2 separate regions of the Danio rerio genome follow, and region 2 is linked to region 1. Evidence: chromatin contacts called from public HiChIP or PLAC-seq data. All regions are on one chromosome and are shown on one strand. Each heading gives the region's core, a stretch centred on a gene start, on an enhancer-like site or on the middle of the called end of the contact. The rest is flanking DNA. Distances are from core to core; before and after follow the strand shown.

The links. HiChIP or PLAC-seq counts read pairs in DNA pulled down with a chosen protein or histone mark.
Region 2: a contact with region 1 is called in an H3K4me3 HiChIP or PLAC-seq map of embryo, with 2.7 times the contacts expected there. The contact joins the promoter of cbx3b here to the enhancer-like site in region 1. A contact is called at or near these places in 8 of 18 Hi-C or Micro-C datasets (caudal fin, embryo, fibroblasts and 2 more) and 2 of 4 datasets of contacts at active chromatin or transcription factors (caudal fin and embryo).

The regions. Positions count from the first base shown.
Region 1 is chr16:22,316,592-22,323,405 of GRCz12tu, forward strand. All of the region lies in intron 11 of skap2 (src kinase associated phosphoprotein 2), which reads left to right. Among named protein-coding and RNA genes, the nearest start is that of skap2, 34 kb to the left of the region's middle. Within about 2 kb of position 3,175, at least 28 of the 62 cell types and tissues checked have an H3K27ac peak or open chromatin away from gene starts, as enhancers often do.
Region 2 is chr16:22,393,785-22,401,297 of GRCz12tu, forward strand. It overlaps cbx3b (chromobox homolog 3b), which reads right to left and starts at 5,657. Exons shown (of 5, transcript NM_001386347.1): 1 at 5,425-5,657; 2 at 4,695-4,840; 3 at 4,415-4,583; 4 at 1,616-1,773. The coding sequence starts at 4,834. The region is part of intron 1 of LOC137487900 (a long non-coding RNA gene); the gene reads left to right.

The DNA of each region.
Region 1 (6,814 bases), core at 1,925-4,424:
TATTATTATTATTATTATTATTATTATTATTATTATTATTATTATTATTGTTGTTGTATTATTAAATATATAAAATTGGTAGTGCAGTTGAGCAGTGGGTAGTGCTGTCACCTTACAGCAAGAAGGTTCGCTGGTTTGAGCCTCACTTGGGTCGGTTGGCGTTTCTTTGTGAAACCCTACGTTCGCGTGGGTTTCCTTCGGTTTCCCCCACAGTCCAAAGACATGCGGTACAGGTGAATTGGGTAGGCTAAATTGTCTGTATATTGTATGAGTGTGTATGAATGTGTGTGGATGTTTCCCATAGATGTGTTGCTGCTGGAAGGGCATCTGCTGCGTAAAAAACGTGCTGGATAAGTTGGCTGTTCATTCCGCTGTGGCGACCCTGGATTGATAAAAGGACTAGTCTAAAAAGAAAATGAATGAATAACTGAATAAATATATACAATTTTAATCATTTTTGATGGGGAAAGTGAAAATCTTTTATAACTAGGATATTTGAAAAAAATAACATTTCTAAAATTTCATTCGTAATGGCCTTAAATTCTCTTAAAGTCTTAAATTTAATTTGGTGAAACCTGCAGAATCCCTGATAAGCTTTCCGCAAATGTATTGTTTACCAGGATTAGACATTTGACTCTATTTAAAAACTGTTTGAAAGTCTGAAGTTTCAAAAAACAAAAATACTGAGAAAATGGCCTAGCAATGACTGTATAATGTCATTTATTATTGCGACGCATTAAGATCTCCAGAAGTGATTACACAGAAAAGAAGCTGACAGAAAGAACTGCTGAATGCAGCTTTCCATAATTCTACCCAATTTATTTATATTCATTTTACTAGAGAACGTGCAGACAGTGGTAAATTAAAGTATCTTCAGGAGAAATAGAGATGACATCCCAATTTCACCAGTGGCTAAAAATCTATAATTTGTAATGGATGTATAAAGCATGCCAATGGGGAAATTATCTCATTCTGGTAAAAGTCAGCAGGCTGTCAGAAAATGACAGAATATGGTCTGAATGGGATCCAGGGGTGACTGCGTTTTTAAGAGCAAGTCTGACATCTAGTGGCTAGAATAAGTATGGTGGCCTTTATAAGAACATTTGCCTTTAGGAAGTCACAATTGTTGTTTTGCTTTATTTATATATATATATATATATATATATATATATATATATATATATATATATATATATATATATATATATATATATATATATATATATATGCATGTATTTATTATTCATATATAAATGAAGGGTTATATGTATACACAAACACACTACCGGTCAAAAGTTATTTTTTTTATGTTTTTATATTTTAAAGAAAATGATTCTGTCCATAAACATACATTTTTTTTTTAAATATTTATTAAAATGTTCAAAGAACAGCTTTCTTTTTGTTGTTTCAAATGAAATTGTCATTCCAGTCATTATTACTTTTATCACTATTACCAATAATAATAACAACAACAACAATAATAATAATAATAATAATAATAATAATGATTAATATTAGAGTGATTTCTAAAGGATCATGTGACTGAAGACTGAAGTAATGAAGCTGAAAATGTATCTTAAAATCATTTGAATAAATTATCAAATTAAATTATAAACTACTCTTGAACAGTGCAATAACATTTCACAAGTTGTACTGTATGTTTGATTAAATACATGCTGCCTTGATAAGCTGGAGAATTACAACATTTTAAAATCATATACTGATCCCAAACTTTTGACGTGTTGTGTTTCCTGCACTAAAAAAAAAAATGGTTCATGGCAGATTGTCGCAAACAATTCATTCATTCATTCATTCATTCATTCATTCATTGATTCATTCATTCATTCATTTTCTTGTTGGCTTAGTCCCTTTATTAGTCCGGGATTGCCACAGCGGAATAAACCGCCAACTTATCCAGCAGGTTTTTACACAGCGGATGCCCTTCCAGGTGCAACCCATCTCTGTGAAACATCCACACACTCTTACACTACGAACAATTTAGCCTACTCAATTCACCTGTACCGCATGTCTTTGGACTGTGGGGAAAACCAGAGCACCCGGAGGAAACCCACGCGAACGCAAGGAGAACATGCAAACTCCACACAGAAACGCCAACTGAGCCAAGACTCGAACCAGCAACCTTCTTGCTGTGAGGCGACAGCACTACTTACTGTACCACTGCGTTGATGCAAACAATTTATATAAGCTCAATTTAAACAAACAAATTAAGTTGAACATTACTAAATTTTAAATTTAAAGTTTAAATTCAGTCTATTTAAATTGTTTACAACCACATACCTTAAAAACAATATATTAAGTTACGAATTGTTTTTCAGTGTGTGCAAAAGATTTAAAATTGTAAGATTTTAAATCTTACACCAATTCTGCAAAATATCATATTTGATAATAGCCTAATGAAGTTATTTTTTAAATAATATTTTAAAATACAGTTTGTTTTTTGGATGTCAAAGCTGAGTTTTTATCTGAGCTTTACTAAAGTCTTTAGTGTCACATAATTCTTTAGAAATCATTGTAATAAGCTAATTTGCTGCTCAAACATTTCTGTAAGTTATTTTAAGGATTCGCTGATAATTAGAACGAAACATAATAAATATTTTACTTCTATTTATAATATTATAGAATGAAGGTATTATTTTGTTGCATTTCTTTACAAAAAACCCCCCATAAATTTATCTTACTGATCCTAAACCAAGCATAATTGAGTACAATCTTGCCAATTTTGAAAATGAATATTTTATCCATTTCTCATTTTTTTATCCATTTCTCTCTCATTCTATAAATGATAAAAATACATTTCTGTTTACTTAAAGTATAAAAATATTTTTATCAAAGAAACACACCATTAAATAACATTGCACATATGAATTATACATGAAATATGCCGCACAGCATAAAAGAGATAAGCATAAACCCAGCATGCTGCCAAAACGATGCTGGGAAACACAGTCCAATGATGCTGTGTCGTATTTGAGCCATTTTATGGGCACTGCAAGGCTTGGTTTACCATGAATATTGTAGGCGCTCTTTTGTAGCATAGCCCCCTTCCCCCTTCGCTCAGTCAGGCTCACGGATGACCGTAAAGCTGGTGTGGGTTTAGTGTCCAGCTGTGGCTCACAGGCCATTCAGAACAGTCTGGGGAACAAGCCAGTGGGGCTATTAGTGGCCTGCCTCCTTCCCCTTGGCCATGCAGCAGCTGCAGGTCTAACACCCCCCTCCATTTACCCCCCTGTCCAGACCCTCCGCGGCTCTCAAAGGGTATTGACCATCAGACCAGGGGGAGGTGTCAGGGCCCTAAATCACACACACACACACACACACACACACACACACACACACACACACACACACACACACACCATGCTCTCGTCCTTTCAAAGCAGGCCAGTGTGTGCTGTAAATGATGCTTGGTCAAAATAGAGCGTCACATGGTCCGTCTGGAGTCCAACAGTATTGTAAACCTCAAAGACTCACATCGTTTCAGTTGAGTGGTGTAATATTCGTGTTTGTATCATGAAGTGGTTAAATTATCCATCTTATACATTCTGAGAAAAAAACCTGCAAAAGCTGTCACTGGGGAAGGATCTTTTTAGGCACCAATATGTGCAAACTGTATCTGAATGGATTTATTTTATTTTTTATTATTATTATTTTTTCTGTTGTAAAAATGTGAGCAGATTCATGCAGATTGATTATGTGTGCATGGCAGTTGAAAATGTATCATGTTTAAAAAAATAAAAAAAATTTATTTAAGGTTTTCACTGCAAATACAATTGGATCCATTTTTTCATGTTAAAAAAGGCTATAAAATGTCTTATATAATAGCTTTACTAATAGGCATAAAAATATTTTTACACAAATCCTATATATATACATACATACATACATATATGTGATACATATATGTGATACATATATATATATATATATATATATATATATATATATATATATATATATATATATATATATATATATATATATATATATATATATATATATACAGTTGAAGTCAGAATTATTAGCCCCCCTGAATTATTAGCGCCCCTGTTTATTTTTTCCCCAATTTCTGTTTAATAGAGGGAAGATTGTTTCAGCACATTTCTAAGCTTAATAGTTTTAAAAACTCATTTCTAATAACAGATTTATTTTATCTTTGCCATGATGACAGTAAATAATATTTTACTTAATATTTTTCAAGACACTGCTTAAAGTGACATTTAAATGCTTAATAAGGTTAATAAGGTGAACTAGGCAGGTTAGGGTAATTAGTCAAGTTATTGTATAATGATGGTTTGTTCTGTAGATTATAGAAAAAAAAATTGCTTAAAGGGGCTAATAATTTTGTCCCAAAAATGTTTTTAAAAAATTAATAACTGCATTTATTCTAGCTGAAATAAAACAAATAAGACTTTCTCCTATCAGACATACTGTGAACATTTCATTGCTCTGTTAAACATCATTTGGGGATCAAAAGGGGCTAATAATTCTGACTTCATGATATATATGTAAGTGATGATGAGTTTTGGTGGATTTTTGAGGGAACAGACTCTGCAGTCAAACAGTGCTCAGCATATTTAAGTACACCCCTCACAAATCTTTTAAGCTTATATTTTTATTAGGAAGCTATTTTGTGCATATACAGTTGAAGTCAGAATTATGAGCCCCCCTTTTTATTTTTCCCCCAGTTTACCGGAGAGAAGATTTTTTCAACACATTTCTAAACATAAAAGTTTTAATAACTAATTTCTAATAACTGATTAATTTTATCTTTGCCATGAAGACAGTAATAAAGTGACAGCTTAAAGTGACTTTTAAAGGTTTAACCAGGTTAACTAGGTTAATTATAAATTAGATTATGCATCATAATTAAGAATACTTTAAGTTCATTTTCTGATTTAGCAAGTCTGTGCAACTTGTTGATTTCCTTAGACGGACAGGCTGTGTGTGTGTGTGTGTGTGTGTGTGTGTGTGTGTGTGTGTGTGTGTGTGTGTGTGTGTGTGTGTGTGTGTGTGTGTGTGTGTGTGTGTGTGTGTGTGTGTGTGTGTGTGTGTGTGTGTGTGTGTGTGTGTGTGTGTGTGTGTGTGTGTGTGTGTGTGTGTGTGTGTGTGTGTGTGTGTGTGTGTGTGTGTGTGTGTGTGGCATGTAGGCGGAGTGTGAGGTCTGCATTGCTTTCCTGTTGCAGACTTATTTGTCACACTCGCCTTCTAATGCACATGCACAGATTGTTTGCTGCACACACGGCACCAGGCGCTGTTCTGTCAATGAGGTGTGTGTGTATCAAAGGAGGCGACAGGAAGCTTCCTCTTCACCCTTTCACATATGTACTTCCTGTCTCATTTCACACAGACTGGACAACCGCAGTATATATTTGTAGTAAATCGATGTGGGGTGAGGTGTGCGTACCTTTCTATTTTTATCTATTTAGTTTAAATGCAGTGAAAATACTGAGGAAATACTGTATTGATTAAGTTTGAGATCGGTAAAATTTTTGGAATTAATATATATCTATATCTATATATCTATATATCTATATATATATATATATATATATATATATATATATATATATATATATATATATATATATATATATATATATATATATATTTTTTTTTTTTTTTTTTTTACACTTTTTACTATCCTTTATATGTGTGTACATTTAAAATGATGTGTGTCCAAAATGTGTGTGTCCCATGTTGGTGTCCATAGATTGGTAAACGTTTAAAATTACATAAATATATGTAATTACGCTTCATGAAAAGTTAGATGTAAATCATAGAAACATACATAAAAACTAAAAGCTATATACTGTATATTTTTTTGTTTTTATGGTTGAAAAACTCTTTTCTCCACTTAATTCTTAAAACTTACAAATATGAGTTTTCCAGTGGACTGCCTTCTTAAAATTTAATGGATGGTATATACTGTATAATACATTTATTTACTCTGTTAGGGTTAATAAAACAAAACTAATAATGATTTAACTACTAATAACTATGTATACTACTAATAATAACTTAAATATAATAACTTAAGTAAATAAATAAATAAATATATCTCAAGTAATGGCTTATTAATCATTATCAGGAAAAGCATTTACAAAATCATGAATGTTTTATTAATAGCTTTTGGGGGTTTTTAACCACATACTAAGGGTCCATTATGGGGTCTCTCTCTAGGGGGATTTATATATATATATATATATATATATATATATATATATATATATATATATATATATATATATATATATATATATATATATATTTAAGTTGTACATAAACATCACCAACATAGTCATTTATTGTGGTAATACTCTTAGAATGAATGTGAATTTTTGAAGTTGAATGAATATAATTGTACTTTCTAACCTATTTAATTAATTGACAACAGTTTAAATAAATAAAACATCTTCAAAAATCTATATTCACAACATTACAGATAGTCAAAGATTTATTTAAAGGTGCCAAAGAGTGCATTGTTAAAAAAAAAATCAATTGTTCTCTGATATCTAGGTAGTAGACAAGTTCAAAAATCCTTCAGAAACAGTTTTATATGCTCATTTATAGCTCCAGAAATTACTCCTAGAATGAGGTTTTCATGAATCTTCATGAGCTTTGTTCTAATTCCCTGCAGCTAACCTAAGTAGATGCATTAAATCAAAAAAGGTGGTCGAGAGGTTTATTTCAGCTAGAAGGAGTGAGATATCCTAAAGCCAGTTGTGTTGTAGATAGGCTAAATTATAAATATACTCAACAAAAGACACCAACAGAGATGTATTTAGAGTTGTAC
Region 2 (7,513 bases), core at 4,407-6,906, 80 kb after region 1:
TTTCCCTTCCTGCCGCAACCCATCTCTGGGAAAGTTTCCATTATTTACTGCTTTAGAAATAAAAGACTACATATTTAAAGAATAAAATTCTTTTAACAACACTTAAGATTGTGGTAACCATCAATTTATGTCAAACTTTGCTTTGGTAACTAGCTAAAATAAAATAAGGTTAACACTTTATTTTAAGGTGTCCTTATTGCGCATGTTCCATGTAGTTAGCTAATGATTACAATTGATTATGCATAATTATATGCATTATATGCAAACTTAACAACTATTCTAACCTTAACCATATAGTAAGTTATTAATTAATATGATTGTCTTCAGAAACTTTTCTGTTGTGCTGGTTGAAAGTCTCTTCACATTACGATAATAATGATTAAAGTTCTGGCTAATCTGTAAGACAAAAAAATGTTTATCCAATCAAATTGTTCAGGCCTAAAAATATAATAGCCAGTCTAAACTGCAAGTCAGTTATGTGCAACTTTTTGGTCCAGACGAAACCAAACACAAGCCAAAGCAAGGCGACAACACAGTTGGGTTTTGTTGGTGCTAGAGACTTTCGACGTTTAGACTTTAATGGTATAAATTCATGATTCAACACATGACTAAGGTTCGAAATAATGTTCCTTGCTATATAATTTCTGAAAAGGCTTTCCTATATCTTTGAGCATATCTAATCTGGCTCATCGACCTTGGAAAAAATGTATTTCTGTTTTTAGGACTCATTTTTTCTGACATTTCATAAGTTGATTAACAAAACATGAATAAATAGTCTTCTGCCTACTAATTTATGAAAAACTAGCATCCAGGCAACAGAGTGGAGAAGTCATGCTCACAAATGCTTTAACAGTCCAGTACCATTTGGCATGGTTGTCTAACCATGCCTAGAATTCTGAGCCAAGAACAGTATGCATTAGTGCCATGCTGTACCAGGCTCAGATGGAAACACAACTGGCATGATAGTGTCAAAGTATATCATTCATGTAATCTGTAATTTGGGTACCCCACAGGCCTGTCAACTAGGCTGACATTGGACAAAATGCTCGTCTTCAAATCCCTCCAAACGTCAGCAAAGCCAAGCATACTAACATCATGGAAATTGTTGTGTGCAAGAAATATTATTACACACTGACAGGTCTTGCTTTCTACACAATCAATAACAAGCTAGCTTTCCTTCTGTTTTTCAAAAGGTTTTTGAGTTTGGAATTGTTGTGTCAGAAAGTACTATATTTTTCTCACTGGTGAATGACTCATGATGTAGTGTTGCAATGTTGTCTATTGTCATCTATTTGATGTGCGTTCATGACTGTCAAGAGAAAAGTGTTTGGACTTTGGACAGCAGTTTTTATGTAGAGAGGGATGCACGTTTTTAATGCTATCAGGCTAAGTTTAGCATTCTCCCAGATCTCCTATTGCACTTTTAAATTAATATCTATGCTGTAATAAGAACACCATAAAAAAACTGTAAACAAAATAAATAAGTAAATTTTAAAAAATAATTAATTGTTTACACATGATTTACTATAAACAGTATTTGTGTGTGATACACATGGTATTGGAAACAATCAAAACAGTAATAAATGAATTGATATATGAGTTATAGAATTATTACCACTTGATAAGAAACATGAGCTCTCCTTGCTGGTCTGTGCAGCCGATGATGCAGTCTGGCTCAGGGTGGCCGGGTTGGCCTACTGGGATCTCAGCGTTGTGTTCTTCAACCTCCTCATTAGTCCTTTCAATGAGCTCCTCCTGAGGCTGCTGGTGAGCCTGCATGATTCCACACAGAGAAATGAACTTCAGAAAACTTGAGAAGAGAGATGAATTATAAATCACATGGCAAGAGTAATAAACCTGCAGCTTTTGGACAGGCTCTGGAGTAATAAAACTCTACACTACTGTAACTATTTTCAGTCCCGCATGTGAAAGCTCCACTCTTCTGCTTTTTGGCTCCACCTTCCTCTGACAATCCTGAAAACCTTGATTAGCTGGTTTAGGTGTGTTTAATAAGAGATGGAACATAACTCTGTGGTAAGTTGGGCTGCATCAGAAGTTACATAACTATAATTATATTGTGACAAAAAATTCACAGCACTAATTAAAAAAAGGAACCAACTTTTAAGTAATTCTGTAACTGTGTTTACACCACAGAACAGCATATGTGAATGGCAGTAAAGTGGCACAGCTTGTGCTTGAAGGTCAACGTGGCAATTGCGCCCCAAGGGCATTCATACTACATGCATTCATACTATTTAGGACATGCATTTTTGGCCATACTAAATAAGTCTAAACTAGATGTTAAAGTTTCAGGACAAACATTATGGTGGCCTGAGAAAGCCTGTTGAAGGTAGTTTATTTAGTTTAAAAAACTATCAAGTCTGTAAAGTTGGCTAAAAAAATATTTAAGATCTCTGCAGTCAACAATGTATCCACTTTAAAGACTGAAGCAAGCCAGTAAAAAGCTTAAAAAGTTAATCCCTGTGTCTGTGGTTGATAATAGCAAGATGCAAGCATGAATTAGCATGCTTGAAGGTCAATATGGCAATTGTGCTCCAAGGGCATCCATACTACATACATTCATACTATTTAGGACATACATTTTTGGCCATACTAAATTAGTCTAAATAATCGTTATTATAAATCCATTTAGAGGTGGTGCAGTGGGTAACCCCGGCTGGGTCTGTGTGGAGTTTGCTTGTTCTCCCTGTTTCTCTTGGTGCTCTGGTTTCCCCCACAGTCTGAAGACATGCTATATAGGTGAATTAGGAAGGCTAAATTGTTCATAGTGTGTAGGAATGAGTGTATGGGGGTTTCCCAGCTGGAAGGACCTCCAATGCTTAAAACATATGCTGGATAATTTGGCGGTTCATGGCGACCCCTGATAAATAAAGAGACTAAGCCGAAAAGAAAATTAATGCATGAATAATTCCATTTACTGCTGAAGTTGGATTAGATGTTGAATCTAGGAGTTTATCCAGTGTTCCAGTCCACACATAGGTAAATTAAGATGGGCTGGTGTAATTTTTAGCAAAACCATTCAACACAAACATTTAAATACTGTTAAAAAGCAGAATCAATTCTAAAGACAGAGTTCATTAAACCCGTTTCTCAATATGTGTTTGTACTGGTGAAACATCATTAGTTATTGCCCAATCAGGAGTTCACATCTAGCCAATTACAGTTCAAATCCCTGTGTGCTGGCTCCGCCCGATTTTATCAGGAATACATGAGGAAATTACTTCTTAACTTATTATGGGCAGGAGGTACCCTAGGATACATGTTGATCCAACCAACTAACATCAATGGCAGAAAAGAGAAAAAAATACTACCTTTACTTGGTCACAAAATGTAGTTGTAAGATTTTTCCAAGTAGGATTGCAGTTTAATTTTAAATCTGGTTTATTTATAAAGATAGTGCCTATTAAAATTTTTCTAAGATGTGACTTTCAGGCAGTGTTCTCAAACCTTACTAAGAGCAGTGTTACGGCTTAACAGTTAAGGCCAGTGGTATTATAAAGTACACTGCTGTTCCATTTGAAGAACTGCCAGACTTGGGTTCTATGGTCCTCAAGAGTTTGTAATCTTGACTACCAAGGATGCAAGTCTGTGCTCTACGGTGTTGGCATGCAGTAATGTTTTGAGACACAGACAAACAAAAATGCTAATAAATAATGTAACACGACATATTGGGTTTTTGAAATCTGAATTTTCAGTACAAATGTACCTAGTACTACAAGTACCTACTCAAGCAAGTATGCAACTTCAGATGCTGCCATCGTTTGGTCACATTAAACCAACAGTTATTCATGGTAAGCCACAACACTTAGCAGACTTTAACTAGTACAAATGATTTAATTGTGAAACACTGCTGCACCACCTGTGCATTAATACTTAAAGGGCTGAAAGCTACAGTTTTAGCATTACGTGTGCAAATGCATAATAGACTGGGGTCCTACCATCCTTAAGAGTTCATATTCGTAGCCTGAACTATCAAGGACGCAAGTCTGAGCTTTGCGTAGTTGGTATTCAGTAATATTTTGAGACAGACAAACAAAAATGCTAATAAATGATGAAACATGAATGTTCCACCTGTGTTGATGGACTATTGGGTTCTGAAATCAGCAATGCTGTGGTTCATCTGACTTGAACGAATGTTCTAGTAAAAATCTGAATTGTCAGTACAAATGTAATGTACTAAAAGTACCCACTCTAGCAAGTATGCAACTTCAGATGCAGCAATGGTGTTCCAAGAGGATTAGTCACATTAAACCATAGCCACACTTTTTTAGCATATTTTAACTAGTGCAATTCATTTAATTGTGAAACACTGCTGCACCTGTGCCTTAATAAAGACTGAAAGCGACAGTGATGGCTTCACATGTAGAACTGCATAGTATACAAAAGCACCAACCATATCAGCAGCCAACTCTGATAACTCTTCCTTAGGCTGAACTTCGTGATCTAGAGATTGACACTCCTCTTGTTCCGTTTCCTGTCCCAATACAGTTAGGTTTCTGAGATACTCTTCTATCAGCTCAGGACAATCCAGGTTATCCTCTGGCTCCCAGGTATTCTCTGCACTGGAAAAAAACAACAAAAAAGTATGACAGATCTGTCATAAACAGGCAGATATTTATAATATAAATAATTTAAAAACCTGACACACAGACAGCACTGTTCCATAAACTCACTCTGTAAATCCTTTCCACTTCAGATAATATTCAACCTTTCCGTTGTTGACTCTTCTGCGAATTATTTTTTCCACTGCAAACTCCTGAACAACTGTCGTCTCTTCTGCTTTCCTGTTTTTTACATTCTGTTTTTTCCTCATGGTTTCCTGCAACAACACAATACCTAATATTTGCAAAGGTTGAAATATTTAAAAAAATGAAGCATCACCAAAAGAGTAAGGTTAAAAATGTAGATTTTAATTTTTATATTATGTAAACAAATTCTACAATACTAGTAAAACTGGTCCATGACAAGAGTTTAATTTCTGATATTCTAAGTAAAAAAACATTTTAATTTACTACAAAAACTGCTCAGCAACAAAGATTAATGTTTGATAATGCAGTAAAAATGTCAATATACTGTGAAACTCTAGAGCAAAAATTTTATCACTTTAGCAGGTAAAATTGTAAAACCATATTCCTCGTTGCTGACCAGTAAACCACATTCCTCGTTTACACTATGTATCAAGCACATGACGTGAAAAATACCAGGAATTCCTCTCATAAACACTGCCAACAATACGTAGCTGCTAGAGCAGTGAAGTCACCGCTTATATGTATGACGTATCATTTCCTACAACCTAAACTTTCCCAATCACAGACCAAGCAAAGTAATATCATGAATGACGCTTGTAATCAATGTTATTGTTTATGCGCCACTGATATGGATTTGGTAAGTGCGCGCGCCCACCTGCCGTTGCCCGCAGTTCACGCGCTATTCGTTTATTTCCTCAGCTGTTGATTAATGCTCGAACAAATGATCGCTCTGTACAAACAACGCGGTTCATTTAGACGGAAGATCACAACGCAGATCACTTAATCTAGCATCGTTAACTATGTCGCCTTCGCGATCATTGCGTTACTGTTGTGTTTACATAACTTTTCATGAATGAGTCAAATTAAACATGGCCGATTGGGAGAAGGGGAGGAAGTGGTTTCAAAGGGAAGAGGTCAGTTCAGGAAAGCCGGGGGAGGAATCCTTAAAGGCGCATCCCGGGAGTGAGAACTGGCTGAATCTCTCGGAACGCTATAGTTAGACGTTTTTAAGGGTGGGTTAAATCTGACCTTCGATTTTTTTATTACAAAACGCTGTTGGACAGTTAGCCTCGGCAGCTTATAATTTATGTGTATTTTTCCACATATTGACCGTATAGTTGCCGTCAATGTCGCTTTTTTGTAAGTTGAAATGGAAATTAGTTTGTATTACTAAAACAAAAACGTATAGCTTCTCGGTCTGGTTAAGATGTTGATACAAATACAAAAGCTACATGTTGTGGTAACGTCACACATGTAATATTGCGGAAGGACACTGGAGGGAGCATGCGCCACTCATTGTCTATAAACCACCCAGAAGCTCGAGTTATGTGATTCAGATGTTTAATTACATTTAATTATTATTTTTATTTACAAACAGATTGTATAATCCAACAGATATCACAAAATTCTGTCCTCATTTGTATAAAATCCTCTATCTCATAAATAGTAATAAATAATAATAATAATTATAAATTGATTTCTCTTTATTTCTATATTAAACATTTTGTTCACTTATATAAAAACAATAATTTGTCTAATATCTATTTTCAGTTTCAATAAAATAGCACGCATTTACGTCACTAACTGTAAATCATTGGTCATTATAGATCAGTGCTGAAAATTATTAATAATACTTTAATAATACAATATTTTTTTTGGTGATTTGCATCAAGGACTGCTTCTGAAAAGTGTCAGTATTGGTATTTGAGCGTGTTTACGGTGAAAACACGGAGCTCTTTACTTTAGGAGGCTTTAGAGAAACTGACCATTCATTTCTGTTTCAATCTAAGCTCCTCCTATTCTCGAAGTGATTGACAGTCGTCCGCCATCCTATCAAAAAGAAGCTTGAATCGGATTGGTTCAGTGGTTCACCCAATTGTATTCAAGCTATAATAAAAAAATCTTTATACCACAACAAAAGTTTCTTCTTATATTTTAAAGCCAGGGAAGAGCATTCTTTCCCTTAATATATGTAGCACTTGTTTTACCAAAATGACTTGATAGAAGATATGAAATTTGAACTTTTAATATTATTTTTTGTCAAACTTCTGCTACTTTGTAGTGAGTCCACAAGAGGTCGCTATTATCCACCCATAAATCTCTTTTTTTCATTTTCAGCGTTTGTTTTGTTCCTCATAAAATGTTTTATTTTTACGAGATAACTTGTAACATTTTTATGTCGTTTGTTAACGCAACGTTTAGTATTTCCTAAATTTAGTTCATAACATCTTTATTAACTTTATAACGTATTCGACATTGTGTGACAGTTTCTCAAGTGTTTACGAGGTTGAGCAAAGTTAAAGCATTTTATTTACTTGCTTATTTAATTACCAGATATTTATTCTGCTCATAGTTGTAGTGGACTTAGCACAGTAATGGGTTATATATTATATAGTTGTAGAGAACTTAGCACAGTAATGGGTTATTTGTTTGTATTCTCTGCAAAAAAAAAAAACATCATAAACTAGCCTAAACTGGTTTTAGCTGGTTGACAAGCCTGGTTTTAGGTTTTTATTTTATTTTTTTGGCCATTTCCAGGCTGGTTTTCAGCCATTTCCAACCTGGTTTTAGCTGATCAGGCTGGAAAATGGTCAGCTAAAACCAACTTGACCAGCCTGGTTTAAGCTGGTTTTTGCTGGGCACCCAGCCTGGCTAGGCTGGTCAGGCTAGTTTTAGCTGGTCATCTCTTAGCCTGAACAGCTGAAACCAGGCTGGAAATGGTCAAAATCCCTCCTAAACCAGGC